2 separate regions of the Zea mays genome follow, and region 1 is linked to region 2. A link is a contact called in public Hi-C data. All regions are on one chromosome and are shown on one strand. The core of a region is the stretch at or near the end of the contact, and the rest is flanking DNA. Distances in the headings are between cores, read along the strand shown.

What was found. A called contact is a pair of places that touch in the nucleus more often than the background predicts.
Region 1: a Hi-C map of leaf shows a contact between it and region 2, with 6 times the contacts expected there. The contact joins the promoter of LOC100284502 here to the promoter of LOC100384181 in region 2. A contact is called at or near these places in 2 of 25 Hi-C or Micro-C datasets (ear and leaf).

Annotation. Positions count from the first base shown.
Region 1 is chr8:104,112,051-104,115,912 of Zm-B73-REFERENCE-NAM-5.0, forward strand. LOC100284502 (universal stress protein family protein) reads left to right here and starts at 1,828. Exons shown (of 3, transcript NM_001157397.2): 1 at 1,828-2,414; 2 at 3,266-3,384. The coding sequence starts at 1,977.
Region 2 is chr8:103,802,180-103,806,447 of Zm-B73-REFERENCE-NAM-5.0, forward strand. It overlaps LOC100384181, which reads left to right and starts at 2,629. Exons shown (of 1, transcript NM_001176757.1): 1 at 2,629-3,510. The coding sequence starts at 2,660. The coding sequence ends at 3,409.

The sequences.
Region 1 (3,862 bases), core at 578-3,077, 310 kb after region 2:
GTCTGTCTTCCGAGGTCGAGGTCGAGTCCGAGCCCTGGGGTCGGGCGAGGCGGAGTTCGTCATCTTCCGGAGTCGAGGCCGAGTCCAAGCCCTGGGTCGGGCGAGGCGGAGTCCGTCGTCTTCCGGGGCCGAGGCCGAGTCCGAGCCCTGGGTCGGGCGAGGCGGAGTTCGTCGTCTTCCGGAGCCGAGGCTGAGTCCGAGCCCTGGGGTCGGGCGAGGCGGAGCTTCCTATGGCGCCCGAAGCCAGACTTGGCTGCTGTCAGCCTCACTCTGTCGAGCGGCACAGCAGTCGGAGCGATGCAGGCAGCGCTGTCCTCTTGTCAGGCTGGTCAGTGGAGCGGCAAAGTGACTGCGGTCACTCCGGCTCTGTCGACTGAGGGGCGCGCGTCAGGATAAGGTGTCAGGCCATCCTCGCATTAAATGCTTCTGTGATACGGTCGGTCGGCGTGGCGATCTGGCCAAGGTTGCTTCTTGGCGAAGACTGGGTCTCGGGCGAGCCGAAGGTGTGTCCGTTGCTTGAGGGGGCCCTCGGGCGAGGCGTGAATCCTCCGGGGTCGGCTGCCCTTGCCCGAGGCTGGGCTCGGGCGAGGCGAGATTGTGTCCCTTGAGTGGACCGAGCCTTGACTTAATCGCACCCATCAGGCCTTTGCAGCTTTGTGCTGATGGGGGTTACCAGCTGAGATTAGGAGTCTTGAGGGTACCCCTAATTATGGTCCCCAACACTGTGTTAAATTGATCTATGCGAACATAATAACTGATGAACATGTGTGTGGATTGTGAATTAATGAGTGATGAATTGTGTTAATTTGGTGTTATATGGATGTGGTTGGTGAAACTATGAGTATAATTGTTATTTTATATTGTTAAATTAGTTTAAAATTAACTAGAAATTGATTAGTATATATCTTTATATTGGACGAGTTTCCACTATCGTGTGTATGTCCGAAACGTGTTGATCTATTTCCTGTCTCGCATAACAACCCGACGAGATAAAATAAATCTTATCTCTTGCATGCGTAACCAAGCAACAACCATGAGTGTTTCCTTCTCCTTCATCCTGTTGACGTCGTATATTAATTTCTAACTTTTCATCTCTTTCCCGTTTTCGCCTCCTTTACCTAGGTTTTATGTATCATTTGCCATCATATATTAATCTACAACTTTTCATCTCTTTACTCTGCCTCCCTCATCCGGATCCTTCTCATTTCCGCCTCTCTTACTCGGATTCATCTACATCCCTATAAAGGACCTAGAGGACCTAGAGCAACACATCCTGCTGACCTGGAACTAACATTTAGAGATGGCCAAATGGGCCGTCCGGCCCGGCCCTCCAGGCACGGTTAGGAAACCGGGCCGGGCCTTCTAAGCCCGTGGGCTTGATTCTATGTCCGAGCCCGGCCAGCAGCGGGTCTAAACGGGACGGGTCGGGCCGTTTAGCACGAAAAAGCGGGCTAAGCGGGCCAAAAAGCACGTTTTAGTGCAAAAAAGCGGGCTTAACGTGCTTAGAGGTAAACAGGCCGTGCCGGGCTAGCCTACCGTGCCTAGTTTCCTGTCTGAGCCCGACCCGCTTATTTGTGCCGGCCAGCCCGCATAGAACCGGGCCGTGTCGAGCTCGGACCGGGCTCGCGGGCCTCGTGCTTATTGACCATCTGTACTAACATTCACGCCACTTTTTTTTTGGAACAAACTGGAGTTGCTAACGGACAAAAATGACAGGGTTTTGAGAGCTATTTTCTGTGCCGATCAAAATTATACTTTAACGAAACACCTGATTTTTATTTGAGGGGGGCGTATATTCTGACCTGTGCAGTGCAAGTCTGGCCGCCTCCAAATATAAAACAAGAAAGAATGGTTGCATCACGCGCACACGCGCACCAAAGCCAAGCCCAGCTCTCGACAGTCGACACCACCACAGAGCGCGCACGCACCAAGCCGCGCGCACACACGCACCTCGCGGCGGTAGCGGGAGTGGATCGATGGGGAGCAGCGGGGGCAGCTGCGAGCACTTCCTGGGGCAGCTGAGCTCGAGCGACGGCGGCAGCGCGCCGCACCAGCTGCTGCAGCGGGAGTGGGACTGCGGCACCGGCACCGGCAGCAGGCGTGGGTCGCGGCGCTGGTCCAGGAAGAAGGGCAGGGCGCGGGGACACCGCCGCGGCGGCGGGTTCTGCAGGACTGAGGAGGCCGCGGCGGCGTCGCGGAAGCGGGTGGTGGTGGTGGTGGACCAGAGCTCCGGCGCCAAGCACGCCATGATGTGGGCGCTCACCCACGTCGCCAACAGGGGCGACTTCCTCACCCTGCTCCACGTCCTGCCGCCGCACAGCGGGAGCGGCGGCGGCGGCCGCGGTGCTGGGGAGGAGGACGCCTCCGCGCTCGCCAACTCCCTCGGCGCGCTTTGCAAGGCCTGCAAGCCTGAGGTGCGTGTGCGTGTACTCGCTCCTTCACTCATGCGCAGCTTGTTTCTTCTCCAACGTGTTCCAGAACACCACAGCACGCCTCTATCCACAGTAACGCATTTTTTTTTTGTTTCCGAACCTGAACTGAAGAGACAGATGTTCGACATACAAACGGAGATATTGCTTTGCGGTTCGTTTTAAGACCTTTTTTTAAGCATGCCGTGAGGTGTTGGATACAGACAATGTGCATATATTACGGCCTTTAATCTGCGCTAACAGTAACGAGGCACGGTTTGGTTTGCGGGACATTTTGTCCCGTTTCCAGTGCTTCCTTTGTAAAAAAAAATAAAAAATTAAACTGATTCCTATAAAATCTCTATACAAATTCTATAAAATCCCTGCGTTCAAAGGGACATGACAGATTGAACTTTCAAGCTAAGCTCACAAGTCCAGGGTGGCTGAATCCTGACGGAGATTAAAAAAAAACGCTACCTTTACCGAGTTCGTTAGTCCAAACCCAAAAAAAGCGTTGCTTCTTTACGCAGTGCATGTGGTGAAACTGAAACATGTACTCACATACGGTTGGCCATGTGGCCTTTTTTTTTCCTTGCATCAAGTTGTTCGGGTTCTTTCTTGGGCCACCGGCTGCTGCCTGGAGGCAAGAGTTATGCAAGTAGGTGGGTAGATCAGATCAGAACATTCATGAAAGGAGATGGCATCCACCCTTTTATTGATGGATCATGGCAGGCCTAAAGCTGAAAAGGGCCTCAGCTTCCTAAACAGAAGAAAGATGCTCCGAATTACTATCGTCATTAGCTCTGGTGCGGTAGTATGATACAGAACTAAACTGTCTTGTGATGGATGTTACACAGGTGGAGGTGGAGGCGCTCGTGATCCAGGGGCCCAAGCTGTCGACCATCCTCAGCCAGGTGAAGAAGCTGGAGGCGTCCGTGCTGGTGCTCAGCCAACGCAAACCCTCGCCTTTCTGCTGGTAAGCATAGCATGCATGTCATGTCATGTGCACCGCACCGCAACCGGTCTGTGTGATGTGTCTGTCTGCCCCTCGTCACGGATGGGATCACTCACTCTCGGTTGGCCCTGTGCAAAAGGTGAAAAGAGGGAGGGGAGGGGGAAGGAATAGAATCTCGTGGAGCTGGCACAACCTATCACACCGCTCCTCTTCTTACCCATTATTCGGAGAGCATCTGCATTTAGCAGCTGAGGTTTTTTTTCCTCTCTCTCTCTCTCGGTAGCAAAGAGCTGTTTGGCAAGCTGTCAACTTTAAGAAGAACAGGGGCTTTACCAGAGGACAGTGTAGGTGCAGCCCAGCCATGCAGGGGGATCAAAAGGTAGGGTAGGAGAGACAGCAACAGCCATGTGGCCATCCATAAAACCGGAGATGCCTTTCCTTTGTCCTTGGTCCCTTGCAGTTAAAATCGATCTCCCGAATGGAGCAAACTGTCAGTCAT
Region 2 (4,268 bases), core at 1,379-3,878:
GAGCCTTGGGGTCGGGCAAGGCGGAGCTTCCTATGGCGCCCGAGGCTGGACTTAGCTGTTGTCGGCCTCACTCTGGCGAGTGGCACAACAGTCGGAGCAGCGCAGGCGGCGATGTTTTCCTGTCAGGTCAGCCAGTGGAGGGGCGAAGTGACTGCGGTCACTTCGGCCTTGTCGACTGAGGAGCGTGCGTAAGGATAAGGTGTCAGGCGATCCTTGCATTGAATGCTCCTGCGACACGGTCGGTTGGCGTGGCGATCCGGCCAAGGTTGCTTCTCCGTGAAGCATGCCCGAGCTGGACCTCGGGCGAGTCGAAGGTGTGCCCGTCGCTTGAGGGGACCCTCGGGCGAGGCGTGAATCTGCCTGGGTCGGCTGTTCCTGCCCGAGGCTGGGCTCGGGTGACGCGAGATCGTGTCCCTTGAGTGGACGGAGCCTTGACTGGAATCGCGCCCATGAGACATTTGCAGCTTTATGCTGATGAGGGTTACCAGTTGAGATTAGGAGTCTTGGGGGTACCCCTAATTATGGTCCCCGACAAGTGTGCGCGATAAAGTGAGCGGAGTCATGCTTTGGTCTACATTAGGTTCTTAACAATTAGTAGAGATTGATCTCCAACCTAACACATCTTAAGGCAGCGGGCGACATCATCGATCCATCCGTCTCAAAGTATCGGCTCGTTGCTTTTGGGCTCGCTCCACTAGCGCTACTAGTTGCCATTCAAGTTGAGTACTAAAAAAAGAAAGGCTCCATCTATATCATAAACACCTAAAGTCTCCACAAGTACGTGGTATGGCAATGGGGACCCGATCCCCGATTCCCCGCGGGGAATTCCCCTATTAGGGGACGGGTATGGGGCTAATTTAGTCCCCGCGGGGATCTAAATGAGAGAAATTTAATCCCCGTCGGGTTCGTGAGGACGGGGACGGGGAACCATCCCCGTCCCCGTTCCCCGTGTACCCGCCCCACGAAACTTTTTTATTCAAGGTAGTCAATTTATTTGTTAGAATTATAGTAAAAACTCAATGTATGACATGTTATAAAATATCAAACTAAACTCTAAAGTAGATGTCTCTTGTAATTTTCAATCTTGTTTGTTAAATTTGTATTAATTTGATACAATTAATTTAAATTTATATTTAAATATTGTGCTTTTGGTGGGGACAGATTCCCCGCGGGTTTCCCCACGGGGATAAATTTCCCGACGGGGACGGGGATGGGAGAAAAAGCTCCCACGTGAGCGTTCGCGGGGACGGGGACGGGGAATTTTCCTCCCCGCGGAGACGGGGATGGGGGGCCATTCCCCGACGGGGAAATCCCCGTTGCCATCCCTAGGTCAAAGAGAACGAAAGTATCCCCGATCACCTAGTGGTACCAGGTATCTCGCGAAGAAGTGACGCTTCGTCTGGACCTGGAGTACATCTTCACTCGTGCCGCCAACGACAGAGACGGGCGAGGTTTATTGGAGTCGATTAATATTATTCAGTTTTATATTATTGACTGGCTGCTGCAGGCGTGCATGGCTGAGCGCTTTGTCCGTGCGACGCACTCGTGTGTCTCTGTTGCTGTTGGCACTTGGCTGTTGCGTGCCCCGTGTGGCCCGACTTGGCCACCACCAACGCCACGCCACGCCACGCCGATCAGATTAGATCGAATCGAATCGCGCGTCTCCGCTTTTTTTATTGTCAGTTTGTGACTAAAAGCGCTGGTCAACTAAAACGTGTTTGACCTGCGTGGCGTCCCAACAGTCATCAGAGGGCGATCTGCACAGCCTGGAGGCTGCGAATGCGAGCATCGCAGGTGACGCAGGATAAAGCTGTGCCACGTGGCATCCGTGGTGGTATCACTGCCAACCACCCGATCCAGCTGATTCTGCCGGAGCTGTACATGGTACTATTCGGTCTAGAGTTACTGACAGGACATTTCGCGATGACGCCGTGTCGATTGCACGGCTGGCTGGGCGCGTCATCACCTACTATCAAGTATCATAAATTTAACACCGTCACACACTAGTCACACCGCTCCCCGCCGGGCCCCCGCTGCATCGTCGATCTGCGACGACAGGACGCGACGTCGAGCCGTAAGCCCGTATACCTACTCCACCCGTCACGTCCCAAAATAAATACAGGATATCTTTTTTACTTTTAAATATTTTATGTCTTATTATGAATTATATAAATATTTATTTTATCATTTGAAATACTATAATAACAATAGATTTTTTTATTTGTATTAAAAACTTGACTAAGACAAAAAGTCAAACACTGATATCTAAAAGTAAAAAATAAAATGGGGAGAAGGACACGCCGATGAAGGGGGCAGTACAACTACGTACAAGCAAGTGGGAGCAGCTCAAGTGCAGGACACGCGGGCTCCACCGCCGCAACTGCAACGGCGGCAACAGCAGCAACCACCCAACCCAACCCAACCCAACCCGCGCCCGTCAAACTATCACGGAGGAAACACCGTTCCGGTCAACACGACAGAGAGATGATAGGAAAAAGAAAGAGAACAGGCAGAGCAGCACAGACACTGAAACAGGAAACAGCGGCCGAGCAGCGCATTAGCAACCACGCGGCATGTATATATAGGACCCCCGAGGGCGCGCGCCTCGGCAGCCGCTCGAGCCGATCAGCGAGCGGGCCTCTGGGAGAGGTAGGGAGCCATGGGGAGGTCGCCGTGCTGCGAGAAGGGGCACACCAACAAGGGCGCGTGGACCAAGGAGGAGGACGAGCGGCTGGTGGCGTACATCCGGTCGCACGGGGAAGGGTGCTGGCGGTCGCTGCCCAGCGCGGCGGGTCTGCTGCGCTGCGGCAAGAGCTGCAGGCTGCGGTGGATGAACTACCTCCGGCCGGACCTCAAGCGCGGGAACTTCACCGACGACGAGGACGAGCTCATCATCCGCCTGCACGCCCTCCTCGGCAACAAGTTCGTGAGCCGTCTGCCGTCTGTCGACGAGACAGCGTCCTTCTTCTCTGTGTCTACCTTTATTTTCTCGACGGCGCTGCCTGACGTCACGCGCCGCGCTCGCAGGTGGTCTCTGATCGCCGGGCAGCTGCCGGGCCGGACGGACAACGAGATCAAGAACTACTGGAACACGCACATCAAACGCAAGCTCCTGGCCCGCGGCATCGACCCGCACGCGCACCACCGCCCGCAGGCGCTGCACCACGTGGCAGCAGCAGCCCTCGTCCCGGCCCCCGCCGCGAAGCCGAAGCCGAAGCCGGCGGAGTCGTCCGACGACGGCGGGCGCAGCAGCTGCAGCTGCAGCGGCAGCGGCAGCAGCGCGGGGGAGCCGCGGTGCCCCGACCTCAACCTCGACCTGTCCGTTGGTCCGCCGGACGCGCCCACCTCGCCGCCGCCGCCGTGCCTGTGCCACCGCGCCTGGGAAGCGTGCGGCTGCCAGGCAGGCTGACGGCTGAGGCAGCAAGAGTTCAGATTTTTTTTTTGTTAGGCAGTTGAAACAAGGCTAGTGTGAACCGAGAGGAGATCAGTAGCTAGGACACTGTCTCAGAGAAAGAAAGAAAAAAAAAAACCAAAAGGATTCTTGAATATCTGGCTCAAACAATTTCCCCAGCACGTACAGCGTTCGCGTCTTCAGTTTTACAACACGAGAGGAGGAACTCCTTTGAGATTTGGCGGCAGAACTCTTGAATCTTGAGGCACGTTATAAATGCGCACAGGTACTAACACAGTATCACAAACGAAAAAAAAAGGCTAGCCAGATCGGCAGCCAGCCACCCACCTAACTGGCTTTATTCACAGGCGAACGGTCGTTTTGAAAGCGCGGCGACTGGACCGGGGGCCGCGTGTCGCGACGCGGTTCAGTTTTGGTAGGTAGCCGAATCTTTGTAGAAGTAAAGTAGTAGTACTAGTAGGACATGGTACCGGATGAGGAGGAGCTGACAACCCAAAAGCGGGCGGGCGGGCGGGCTGTGACTGACCGCCCTCAGCGCAGGCAGGCACAACAACCCGATGGGGGTGGTTGGTGTTGTTGTTGGTGGATGTGGTCTTTCGCTGCCGTTGGGGTTTATTCCTCTCGTTGCAGCTGCGTCTTCGTCATGGTCATCCTGGTCGTCGTCTTCGAACGCTCGGAATTCGGAGCTCTCTGTTCCTTTCGTTGCGTGCCGACTGCGGAGTACTACTCCGTACTAGTATGCAGCAGCTGTTTTTTCTTTCTTACTCGGGAATCGGGATTGAACGAATCAGCGTCCGTCTTGGTGATCAAACCCAACACGATTTCCGCGCGCTCTGTCTTCTTTTCTTTCTCCCAC